Linked DNA regions of Gossypium hirsutum: region 1 is linked to region 2. Evidence: chromatin contacts called from public Hi-C data. All regions are on one chromosome and are shown on one strand. Each heading gives the region's core, a stretch centred on a gene start, on an enhancer-like site or on the middle of the called end of the contact. The rest is flanking DNA. Distances are from core to core; before and after follow the strand shown.

Region 1 (7,207 bases), core at 3,211-5,710, 290 kb before region 2:
CTAATTACAGGTCCATAGAGAACTGAACTGATCTGTGTGATTAAACGTTTGTTCCTTTTTCCCCAAGGTTAACAGGATAGAATGTATGTTCTGAGTGTCGTATTTTTGTTTATCATCTCTTTCTTTAGTTCTTGCAAATTAAAAATTTCTGAGCTATATAGAGGAGAATAGGACCTATAATATTGGCTCAGTGTGTTTACTAGTACTGTTCCATACAGAGTAGGACCGTGTGGTTGTGAATGAAAGCCACACAGCTGTTGCTTATCAGGGCACTGAGTGGCTTATTATTTGACCCGTATTGATACAACTAGCCATTGTTAATTAGTTGCCGTCACCTGGTCAACTTTTTCCCCCTTAAATGCAAATGATGCACACTGATGTCTTCGAAGAGATGCATCCTGTAGTTTTGCCGCAATTTGGAATATGATTTTGAAAGTCGTTCTATATTAGGTTTTTAATTGTACGTGTAACCCATTAATACATCATATTATCAGCATTTGTAAAATGATGTTTGAATCTCATACCATTTAAATAATAGGCATGAAGATTTTACTGGCACCCTGTGAACATCTTGTTTGGTGTTAGTTGTTGATGATTTTGATTTACCAATAAGCTCATGTAGATGGCCTTTCGTATTTCAGTTTGTACCAATGAAAATTAGATCCAAGAGAACACCATCTTCTGGCTTATTTAAAAGCTTCTGAATTTACCAAGTGTTATTTAACCCCTTCCTGTTGATACTTATGCTTTAGCTGTACCTGTTGGTTACCCTGTTTTGACCATGACTGGAACTCGTAGAATTCACTTCCACCTCTGCGCCCCTAACACCCCCTCCCCCCCAAAAAAATAAAAAATAAAAAAAATCCTTGTTCCTGTGATTCTGGCTTAGATATTCTAACCCGTGTTTACGTGGAAGGCCAAAGCACAAGGGTAATCAGCCAAGCAAACTTAAACTCATCTTCACGCTCTTTTCCCTCTTGTTTATTCTGATTCACTTGTGGATAAAGATCGCAGCATCATGGAGTTGTAGCATTAAGTAATGGCGACCAGGGTAAGCAAACTGCTGAAGAGGCCAAACAAGCCCCATGCTTGTTTGCTCGGGGATGCAACCATTGCAGAAGCATCCTTATCTGAACGAAATCAAATGAGCTGTAATGACGGCATGTGCTGGACAGGTTTGGAAGTGCAACTAATATTAGAAATACTAGAAATTTTGGGTAGTTGATGTTGAAGAGAGTGAACTCAAATTTGATGGTTATAACATTGATGTATGGATATAAGAAGATATGATAAATTGATGAGATGAGCATGTGCTGGTTGATTTATATTATTGAACAACAAGAATGAGGATGGGATGTTGTCTGCTTCCTGAGCTAGTAGCAGAAAATCAAAAGTATAGTAGGTGGGTCCCGGTGATCCTGATCGACAGTCTTTGGCAAGAGAAACCCAGGCTCATGTTGATGTGGCTGTCATTATTTGAAAGGGCGTGATGGATGCATGTGGGTTCAGAATATTTTAACTGTTCAGGCTTGTCTTTAAGTGAGTTTGGCCACGTTAGGGCTAGATGCTGCCAAGGCAAAGGAACTGAAATGCTAGCAGTTTCTGTGGGGGTCCTAATTATGTAGAATAAATTGGTCAAGTAACCTCATGACTTGCTGCATATGGATATTTTTTCTGGTGACAAAATGTCTTAAGCTTCATCAGATCTATGCTTGTCTATACTTTGAAGCCACAATTAAGTCTTCTCAGTAGCTAACGGATAAGACAGGTTACCATAAGTTCTCTTCAATTGTTTCTCATTTCTGGAAACATTTGGGTAAAGAATATATTAGACTTTCAACATCTTGGCATATCATACATAATCCTTGACCTGCGCTTATCAGCTATAAATAGGTGGTTATTGAATTATCGTCACATGGTGTGTTTTTGACCATCTTGACACTTTTGTAAACTCCAGTTTATTCTAGATTGTGTTCTGTCTGAATGTTTCCACTGTTGAATAAACACCTCAATGCAATCTCATAGGCAGAAAATATTGCCCCATTGACTACAAAAGCTCGAGCAACAGCAGTTGCTAGCCCTCGCCATAGGATGCTATATCCTTCCTGTTTTACACTTTTGTGGAGGCAATCAATGATGCCATTGTACTTTTGTGGGGAGGCTGGTGACTGAGCCTGCAGTCTAGTCTTTACAACATCCAAGGGATAACAGCAAACCCAGCTAGCAACCCCTGCTAAACCTCCTGCTATTAGCATTGTTCTGAGGGTTTCTTGGCCACTCTTTCTGCACCCTGGATGAAGCTGTTCTCGCATGTACTCATATGTCCAAAAGTAGAAGCCGTGAGAAGGCGCATCTCGAAGGGCGGTGATGGTAAAACCCCTGTATATCCCCCTTAAGCCTTCTGTTTTCAGTATGCTTTTAGCTACACTAATTGGTCCTGTATGAGCACCGACTGATTGAGAACCTGGGAAAGTTGTGTTCTGCAATTGCAGGCGGATTTTTATTAGTTCTACCGGAGTGAGCACCAAGCTCTGTAAGGCACCAGTTCCAACTCCTCCTAGAGCAACACCTTTGTAGGATGGTGGATCGGTGGCAGATACAGACGAGTCAAATGCTCGTGAAAGAATGGCGTATATCTGGAAAACCATAGCATTCTGCAATGCACAAATCACTCTGTCAGCTGTACCCTTATCCAGCTCAGGAACAATAGGAAAAGAAAAAAGATGGGAAACATCAACTTGAGCTTTAATGGTGCGTTTGAGCAGTCAAATTCTAACATACAGTTAAAGCCCCGATTTCGAATTACTTCACAAATAATTGATGTTTTCGATGTTGTCATGCAAATTTTTTACATAGACTATGATTTGGAAGTTCCTTTCCCTTCTCTTCTGGTTTATATATTAGACTGTTCCTTAATGAAAAAAACTTGCAGAGAGATTAATTCTTGTAGGCAGGTAACTCTTTTTTTAATGATATCGACCTTATTTTAATTAAAACATCGGGTCACAAGCAATGCATGCGCGGACCACAGAGGAAAATAAAGTAAAGTCAGTGTCTCATAAAGATCAAAATCCTTAACGAAAATAATAATACGGCCAAACTCCTTTCATAATTTCTAGGCTATTAAGGGGGAAAAAATTAAAGAGATTATTAAAAATATGATATCATATTTTATGAAAAAAATAGACAGTTCAAAAGCGTGTTACACCTAAACACTAATATATATAAAGATATTAAACGATAAGCTATAGGGAGTTGGGCATCGTATCAGGCCAAATTCATGGAAAATGACTTGCACCAAAAAGCAACAAATGTCTAATCAGCAAAGCACCACAAAACTTGAATAAACATAAAAAAGGAATTTTGGGGGAGAGCATAAGATTGATGATGAGTTCACTTGGTTAACAAATATTTCATACGCTACATCCTGATAAGTGATAAGGTTCAAAGAACCCTCCATGCGATTCATTTTAATGCACTTTTTTCCACAGAAGAAGAAATCTTAAAGCATAAAACAACCGCACCTAAATCATGAACCACAAATAGAAACCTTTAGATTGAAACAATTTATTGAATCACCAACACAGTAAAAATGGAGAAATGAGAAAAAGAACCTGAAAGGTGACTGATGCCAATGGCGCAGCCATGCCTCTATAGAGAGCACCAGGTCCTTCCGTGGCGACAACCCGGCGTAAGATCCTAAGGGCAGAACCTGAATCGGTGCTTTGTTGCCGGATTCTAAGGGTGTCAAGTGGATAACCGGAGATGATACCAGCCATTCCACCGAAACCTCCAGCCACAAATTCTTTTCCCCAGCTACTTGCAAGAAACTCTGGCCAAAAATCCATTATACGCTCTAAATTTCAATTATCCAAAACAAAACAATTGAGAATATCAAGTTTTTGAACCTATTCAGTTCCCTACTTTTTATAAACAAAGCCACTTGAACAAGACAACTGACTTTGAATCTTCTGTCTCTGCTCCAGCTTGGAAACAGATTTTCACCTTTTTTTGGTCAGGAAAAAGCTTTAAAAGGTCGGAAATTTAAATCATCCTCAAGCTTCTCTAACTCTAGTCTCTAAGATTACAAAAAAAGAAAAAGAAAAAAAGAGGCACTTCCTAGGCATAAAAAAAGGCAATATACCTAAGATTCCTTAAAAATCCGATTCTGTTACTTATCTGTCCCTTCAACTTATTTAGCTGCTCTCTTAAGTCCTACCAACCAAAAGTAAAAAAAAAAAAAAAGAAATAGAAAATTTTCTTGGTGTATCCCAGAAAGAGCAACACTAGGAGAGAAAGAAAGTAAAAGGAAAATAAAAGAGAGAAAAGAAGGCAAATGTTGAGAAAGCAGGTTTTGGTTATGATGATGGAAACAAATGGCACCGGTGGCAATTTTGTTGGGAGCGTCGAGTGTGTCCAGTAGGGGGAAACAGCCAAGCTCTTCTTTTCGGGTCCGCATTAGCGGCTCCTCCAGTGGCCCAACCATATATCTACACGTCAACTTGCCTTGGCCCTTCTTCGGTGCTGTTGGATCAGTATTCCATGAATCCTTCGTTACTTATTATTTGTCCCAAATACCAATGAAAATTGGTCTCAGTGGTGGAGTGACGCAACCCAATTCTTGCCCATATATTTGTTTGATTTTGATTTGATAATATAGTGATTATGCACTACTACGTACATAAGCACCAGCAGAAAATAGTTTTTTTAGATTTAAATTTTAGGTTAATACTATATATTAATGGTCGAGGTCAATTGGAGGCTGGCAGGTCATAGAAAATTTTTCATTTTAGATGTTTAAGTTTTTAAAATTTTAAATTAATAAAGGTAAAATTATATTTTAGTTCTTTAAAAATAATAAAATTTTAATTTAATCATTTAAAATTTACATTTTTATTATCATAAAAATTACAATTTAATTTTAACCCCCTCAAACAAAGTTTCTGCCCCCTTAAACAAATTTTAATTTAATTGTTTTTTTTATTGTTAACTTTAATTCTTTTAGACATCTTTATTACTCATATTGAAGTTAAAATACAATATTGTACCTTTACTTAATTATGATTTAAACTTCTTTTATCCACCACACAAAAGGGCAAGGCGACATACTCCAAATACGCTATAAACCCTAGTTGACATGCTAATCTATCTTAATGTTTCACTAAGTCTATCAGGAAACATTATAGTTACAATTAATATATATCTAAGAAGCCCATTAACACACATATGTATATATACACACATGTCATATAAGAGCAGATACTTTTGTTTAAATTCATATCAATAAAAAGCTTTATGAATATGTTCATTTTTTATAATATGGTTCACATAGAGAGCAATAAGTTCAATTACTAATAATATTTTCCAAACAATATTTGAGAAAGGTAGTAATGACCTCAAATTTAGCCAGACTTCTAAACTTCATCACTACACATATTTCCACACTTTTAGTATAGTTTTTAGTTATATGTTGATTTTATCCACCACTTAACAATATTGTTATATATTTAGCTATGGCATCATATTAACACTTTTCACTCATTAATTAACACATTCATAAATATATATATATATAAAATCATACAAACCAAATCATTTTCATTTTTCATCCCATAGCAATTCACTAACACATTTAGGCTATGAAAACACATAATCTTTATCATCCATTTTCACACTTACTATATATTTCTAATCATTTTCGTATTTATTTTTGGGTGCTCCTAAACACAATCTATTCTTCATGAACTTGAACCCATCGACAACTTACCATTAAGTTATTACTTGTGCATTCGAAGCCGATATTAGCTTCTCTTTGCCATGAAAGTTCAAACTCAAAGCCGTTATTTACTTATGATTTTATAAACGTATAAAAAAAACCTTCAATTAAGAGTTGAACCCCAACACCTCAAGTATTGTTCTTAATGGAAGTTTTATCTCTCGATTTGTTAAGGTGGGTTCACAAAGTGGCTGTACTGAAAGCTAGCACAAGTAGTTGCATTGTCGCTTATTAATTCTCCATAAGTTGTAGGGTAGGGGGGAGCCAAGGGGGCTAGCAGGGCCCTGGCCCCTTTTAAAACAGAAAATTTCGCTTTTAATCTTTTTATAATTTTAAAATTACACTTTACCGCCTAAAAATAAGAAAAATTGATTTAATCATTTAAAACTTATAAAGATATAAGTTATTAAAATAATGAGATTTCACTTTTGCTATAATAAAAATATATAACTTTATCCGTCCCTCAAAAAAATTTTTGACTCCACCCCTGTTATAGGGTATGACTAGTAGAGGTGTGCATGCCGAAAAATGGGCCTAAAATTTTGCCCAAACCCGACCCGAATAAAAATGTTAAAGCCCGGGCCGGCCTGGCCCACCTATATTAATTTTTATATTATTTTTATATAATTTTAAAATATATATAAACCACCAAAAATACTAAGAACATCAAATTAATATTTCTCAACAAATTGAAAATAAATTTTAAAAAAATGTATACTTAAATAACACTAAAATAGATGCAACTTAACAAGCAAATGTTTCTAAAATAATAACAAAATTAACAAATGTCTTTAAAATAATAATAAAAATTAACAATAAAATAAGTTTTATACAATATCCAAACAATAACAACAAAATAGTAGCAACATAATAGTAAAATAGCAGTAAAATAGGGAGAAAATAATAAGAAAATAATATTAAAAAAAGATTTTTTGTCATGTAGTGAATTCGGGTCCGGCTCGTTTTTTAAACGGGCCTTATTTTTTTCCCAAGTCTATTTTTCGGGCCTATATTTTTACCCAAATCTTCTCACATTTCAGGCGGACATTCGAGCCGGACCGGGTGGCCCAGCCCATGCACACCTCTAGGTATGAGTCACTCCTCTTCAAATTATCTTTTCATACACTCAAAAGTTCTGAATAAACTTTATAAATCCACTTGAATTCTCAACAAAACTGAAAACTGAAAGACAAAATCCTCCATCGGGGTTGGAAATCCTACCCCTAACAAGTTCCATCTAAACATCCATGTTGAATTTTGTGTTCATCCTGGCCATGCTCAGTCACGCGTTTTTGGAACTTTTACATTTTCTACAACATTCTAACTTAAGCTCAGCCGCTTACTTTTGGTTGGCATGTGACTTCATTTAGTTAAGGTCCTCTCAATATTTTAGCATCTCTTGGTCAAAAAATAAATTGGTTTAATCGTCAG
Region 2 (6,422 bases), core at 2,685-5,184:
TGGTTTCTTGATTGCCTTTATCCGTTCAAGCTCTCTCTATGTAAACAAAAACCAACTAATAACTGCAACAAGTTTGCTGGGATCAGATTTTGATGTTTCTTTTTTTTTTTTTTTGGTTCTAAAATTGCTTTTGTGTTTCAGTATGTCACTGAAGTCCACTTAAAAGGTTGCAATTATGATTTTTTTTGTCCTTAAAAAACTCTCGTTTTACCATTGACAGTAGCCGTAATCTGTTTATTTACCCCATATTTTCCCGAATTGCGGAGAAAATGATATATGAGAAGGAAGTATTAATTCAATTTGTTCTGGTTGCTCGTTTGATTATGTTGCTTGGATGTTTATAGCTTTAAAGCCACCAGCTGCGATCTGATGTGCAAAGTTGGGTGCTGTCAATGAAAATGATGAGGCCTTCATTTTCTGAGTCGATTCATTTTGACTCTGACTCACCTCTGTGAGAGGATCAGTCAAGCTAAGAGGTGAGTGAGCTTCCCAAAGAGCCTTTCCAGCTTTTGTATGTGCGTGTTTGTGTTTCTTAATAGAATTTGTGTCAAATTGGTTTTTACCCGTTACTTTGGTAGCTAGGGGCTGACATCCAACAGCAAGCAAGTACTCTGTATATTTGATTTTGTCATTCGCATGGAAGGAGAATGGATTGCAGCCTACATCAAATATGATACAACCTTAATAGATATCTGTTTTAAGCTAGATAAGATTTGAGCACAAGTCCAGGAGATGAAGGGACTAGGCTTTATGGATATGTTGCGCTTTTTACCTGGATGACAGGCAGAATTAAATGATGAGATGGACAATAACATATTGGAAAGAAACAAAACAACAAATAGAAGGTACTGCTCAGTACCTCTCCATTTATCTTACATAAGAAGAATTGAAGGGTTGGATGAGGTTCTGAAGGCAAGTGAATTAGCCACACATTAATGCTGTGGCTTGTGGTCTACGATGACCATCATAAATGATATAAGAGAAGAAAAGGATGAGGAAAAAAAGATGATTCAATTGTTTAGATCAGAAGTTAAAACAGAGGCAAGGGATGAAAAGGAAAAAAAAAAAGATGATGATAGGCCGAAATAAAGGACAACGAAGCAATGGGACAAAAAAAGAGCAAGGAAGTGGGGGTGGGGGGAGAAGAAGTCGAAGAAGATGAGAAACAAGCAAGCAAAATAAAGGAAAAGGAAGAAAATGGCTGCAAAAAGCCAGGTTACGGCCGAAGAATGAGATTAAGACAAGGGTGAAAGATTGAAAGTGATTGCCCACGCAAATGGCGAGGAAGAAGCTCTCAAGCGAGAGACAATTGGGTATCCTTTTTAGGACAACCAGTGCTAGGGTTATATGTCGAAAACACTTTGTAAAGTGTGAGCGTACTATTGAAGTAATGATTAGAGGAGTTTCTAGGAAGGTGTTCTTTTATTGTCAAACAACATTATAGGTGCCATTAATCAGCTCTTGAAGGATGCTCCGATTCTTAGAAATGATTACATTAATCAAGTTGGAGAAAATTGAGGATTCAAAACTCCTATAACCTGTTATGTATATTTGAAATGTCTATCAATTTTGAGGACAACTTATGCAGAAAAAGAAACTCAACTAGACAAGACCAAAACATCTAGGCACTTGGCCATTCATTCACCTTGAAAAAATGACACATCAGTTAAACTATAGCATGGAATCTCTAAATTCAGTACAAGTTTCTACTTGATTTTGAATGATAACAGCATGTATACCGTGTTATTATTGTCTATCACAACGGCATCTGGCAACAGTCTCCCATATACCATACAACAACATTTAACAGCCAAAATCTGATGAATGTTATAAAGAAGATAACAGGGTTTTGCATATGTTACCCACTAGCATTCTCACCGGAGGCATCATTTGCCTCATTCTCACCATGCTGTAGTTCCGCAATTTCAGCCTGCGCTCTTTCCATGATCTGCCTCTTCTGCATTTCCAACTCCCTGTGAAAATCCATTCTCATCTTCTCCAATTCCAACATCTGCTGCCTTTTACTATTCTCGATTTTTTCATATATGTCGCTGAATTTCTGGATAGAATCTGCAAGCAATTTGACTGAAGAATCCTCGCCAGATTGCCTCCCAAATCTTCTCTTTTTAGGTGGCAGTCCATCTGAGACATCCTCCTCACTGTCAGCGAATTCAGAATTGGCTGGACTATCCCTCATTTCATCCAAACCATTTGCTCGGTTCAAATAAACTCGAGGGTTCATGAATACGTATTCACCCGAGTCAAATCCGCAAGAGAGACGACCCTGCTGTGGAGGAGTTGACATCAACATATCCACCTTCTTGAAATAAACCCATTTGCTAGTGGTACCACCAGTCTCTGTCAGCATAGCCTTTTCCTTTTTATATTTCTTCTTCAATGTATCCAACCGATTCCGACATTGTGTCTCAGTCCTTTCAATCTTTGAAATCTCTGAAACCTTCTCTGCAACTTCTTGCCATTCCTCGGTTCGGAGACTCTTCCTCCCACATTGCAAAAAGCAGTCACCCCAGGCATCTAGCAAAACCAATGTCTCATGCTCAGTCCAATCCGTAAGAGAATTCCTCCCACCGTATGAGGACTTTAGCACAGATGGAGCTGCAACTGCTGGTGTTGGTACTCGAGGAGCAAATTCATAACTTGACACTAAACTCTTCAATTTCCTCTTTTTTGGGTGCCTCCCCAAGTTGGCAACAACATTCTTTCGATCATCACCACCTTCATTATAATCATCCTCCTCCTCATCATCATCAAGCAAGTCATCCTCCTCCTCCTCCTCCTCCTCATCATCATCATCTTCATCTTCATCTTCATCTTCATCTTCATCTTCATCTTCATCTTCATCTTCATCTTCATCGTCCATGCCTTCTCCTACATACCGGACACCATTACTTCGGTTAAGAGTTTCCTCTTCTTCTCCCAAATCCTCCACTTCGTCCTCCCCATCTTCATCATCGTCAACATATTGATTCCTAATTGGTCTAGAACTCGGAATATTTCTTAGAGGAAGCTTTTGGGGATTTGAAGAACCATACCCCTGCTGGTGGCTAACACCATAAGGATTTGGAGGATATCTAGCATCATCCTCAATGTCATCCATTAAAACCAAAAACTGACCTCAACAATGAGACAACCCTAAAGTATCCTTAACAATCTAAGCCAATCTCAAAAACAAAATTTCTAATTGGAGGTACTTCCAATCCCCAATTTGCTCTTCCCCATCCAATCAATCTTTGACAACATTACAACAATCATTATTGTTTTGCCAATTACGATCCCCACTAGCACTCATTAACATTCCTAAAACCCTCGATTATTTTTCTTGATAAAAAGGAAAGAAGTCATTATCGAATCAAATAACAAAAACCCATAACAGATTGATATAAAAAAGGACAAAAAAAAAGTTTTTCAACTCAAAATCACGGAATTCTCAAACTTTCAACACACAAGTTCGCAAAATTCAACCCCCACCATGTTTGTTTACCAAAAGCAAAAAGGGAAAAGCCAATTAAAATTCAATTTCCTTTCTATCTTGTTACTTTCCAGCTGTTGATCACTGATTCATCCTTCACCAACCAACAGAAAAAAAATTTCAAATTCCAATTAAACCCATCATCTCAAAATCAATAAAATAACCCTAATGTCAAATCAGACCATTCATAACTTACCTGGAAAGTTCTCAAAAATGCTTATAACTTCTCTTAATCATCAAACTTTTAATTGAAGCTCCAAGAAACCCCTAACTCACAAAATTAAGGCAAATTGAAAACGCTTCATTTCTATTTCTCTCAGGAAGAAGATTTAACACGAAAAGAGAAGAAAAAAACAGACACTGATACAGGCGAGTGTAAAATCTTGGAAGAAAAAAAGAAAAGGGGTAATTGAGAGTGTAAAACGAGGATTGCTGCAATTGCACGCCTTGTTCTTAATATGATTGGATAACAGGCCTTGATATTTAGGAGCCCATTTGGGTAGGTAGATTGTTAAATGGGTTTTCATGATAACGTAGGCACTGGGTTGTTTTGTCTTTTCATTTAAGGTTCTTGGTTTTCCAAGTGAAATCAAAAGTTTTCAGCCCATTGGGTGACAGGAAAAGCTTGATTCTTTCTACAAGAAGAAATTAACTCGGCTTAAAGAAAAAAAGAGAGATTAACTTTCCCTCCGTTGAAATGTAGCTGACTTTTATATACAGGTAAGAGAATTACTACAAAAAAAACTTAAGCTTCAATCCCCCTCAAAAGAAGGTTCCACGGAGGGTGGAGTCCAGCTGAGCTGAAGCTTTATAATATTTTACTAATATGAAAAAGAAGGTTCTTAGAAGCGAAAATTGTAGAATTTGTTAATGGATACGCCTCTCTCCTCTATCAGCCTCCACGGTCAGTTTTCAATCTTTCAACTTTTTTTTTCTTTTGAATCAAAACCTGTATTAGTTTTCCTCAAATAACAGGCGCTTTTTTATTCTCAGCTTCCTTCCAATAAAAGGCATTTAGGTTCGGGTTTGTTTCTCTCAGGACTCACTGATTTACCAGATCCGAGTTCACCAAGTCTCAATTTTGGGCACACTGGCGTTGAATTTTCATTCTCCAAAAAAACTGGGTTTTTTCTTGTAACTTCGAAAAATTCCAGCTGGGCAACCAGTGGTTCTACTAATCCCTTTTTTTTTCTGAGAATTAGGGTTTCCAAGAAAAAAAAGCATTGGAGGAACTAGTTCCTTTTTAGGGTTTGCCACTTGGGTATAAGGAAAGTTTTAGTGTACATTGAGGAATTGGTTTGAAATTGTTTCGGTTTTGTGCTGATCTGGGAGAATCCGGAATTTGAAGGGGTATTGAATTGTAGACATGTTCTATGGTGCGGTGGTATGGGATCCTTGGCTTATTGTAGCCCAAATTGTTTGCCTTCAATGTTTATACTACCTTACTCTTGGAGTTTTCTTATCGTTTCTTGTTGGCATTCGCGTTTCTCGTATGAGTTTGGTCTATTTCTTTGACTTTGCATCGGTTACTACCTCTACCGTTACAGGCTGGTGTGTCATTGCTTCCTTTCTGCTCAGCTCAATTGCGGGGTGAGAATACAATTTCAATCTTGTCTTTTATAACTATGATTCATTTGTATGCTTCTTCAGGTCTGCTATCTTGAAATTTTGATTGTATTTATAGAACAAATGCTAGGGTTTTAATTTGCTGCATTTCAGATTTATTACTTATTAAATTTGCTTGAACATGAATACTTGATTTCAAGATGAATGATATTTAAAAGTTCTGCAGAACTAGGCCTAACTTATTTAAAAACTAGTTTGTGTGCTTTATAGCACCTTTGGGTTATGATTTAACTAAAAAATCTCCATTTCTCTTGTTTTTTCCCTTGATTATAGATTTTAGGACTGGCTTGGATCAATGTACAGATTACATTGTATGGTTGTGATATTTGTCTGTGTCATTTGTTCTATGATATCTATAAAGGTTAACATAAGAATATCTAAGCTTGAAAAGTTATTAATTATGGTTATTTTTGCTTATACGGTTTGTGTCCTGTATGAGGGAGGTGTTTTTAGTTCTGAATTAGATATTGCTTCTGTGAAGATCTAATTTTAACCTAAGTTATATTTTATATGTTCAGATACATGTCACTTGAAGTAAATTATATAAGAAGTTCTGAGATGATAATAATATTTGGCGTTTTCTAAACTGAGCTCATTTTAACTTCAATTTTGCTTTATTTGGATCTATGCAGCGCTGGGTATATGCTTTATTTGATTGAAAGGGCAAAGAAATGCTTAGATTTTTCAGCCACACTCTATATTATACATCTTTTTATATGCATCATGTATGGAGGTTGGCCTTCCTCAATAACATGGTGGGTTGTGAATGGTACTGGAGTTGCAGTGATGGCTTTGCTAGGTGAATATTTATGCATTAGACGGGAACTCAGAGAGATTCCCATAACACGATATTGATCAAGTAAGAAATAATTCCTAAATATGTTAAATTGATTTCTTAAGATAAGTGTAATGTAGAATATATATATATATTCAAGTCATTCTTTCTTGCATTTGTAAGATTGCTATTCATCTTCCTGCTCTACTTAATATATTCTGTTCAATGCTTTTCTGCCACATTAATTCTGTATCTGGTAAATAAGCAAAAGAATAGAAGTTGTTGAACTATGTCAAGTTAAAACATAAATGATTGAAAGACTTACCTGAGACCTTGCTAGTTTATGGTTGAACTTAGTATTTACATTTGCTCTCTTCAGTTAACAATTCTTTCTTTGGTTCCTCAATTGTAATATATTGGCTGACTTTTATCTGATGCAGATGTTTGACTGATAAAGAATCAGGTATGAAGAAATTCCTTGTGGCATTAAAATACATTGTTTCCCAATGCTTTGAAGGATATAATTATTTA

The links. Hi-C and Micro-C count contacts between places; a contact is called where the count stands out from the background.
Region 1: a Hi-C map of leaf shows a contact between it and region 2, with 1.8 times the contacts expected there. The contact joins the promoter of LOC107897201 here to the promoter of LOC107897245 in region 2. A contact is called at or near these places in 2 of 34 Hi-C or Micro-C datasets (both in leaf).

Annotation. Positions count from the first base shown.
Region 1 is chrA10:13,169,772-13,176,978 of Gossypium_hirsutum_v2.1, reverse strand. It overlaps LOC107897201 (mitochondrial arginine transporter BAC2), which reads right to left and starts at 4,460. Exons shown (of 3, transcript XM_016822561.2): 1 at 3,925-4,460; 2 at 3,615-3,832; 3 at 1,770-2,654. The coding sequence starts at 3,779. The coding sequence ends at 1,959.
Region 2 is chrA10:12,883,434-12,889,855 of Gossypium_hirsutum_v2.1, reverse strand. It overlaps LOC107897245 (trihelix transcription factor ASIL1), which reads right to left and starts at 3,934. Exons shown (of 2, transcript XM_016822626.2): 1 at 3,687-3,934; 2 at 1,610-3,584. The coding sequence starts at 3,118. The coding sequence ends at 1,859. It overlaps LOC107897247 (protein SYS1 homolog), which reads left to right and starts at 4,009. Exons shown (of 5, transcript XM_041078752.1): 1 at 4,009-4,394; 2 at 4,484-5,080; 3 at 5,749-5,975; 4 at 6,332-6,354. The coding sequence starts at 4,857. The coding sequence ends at 5,971.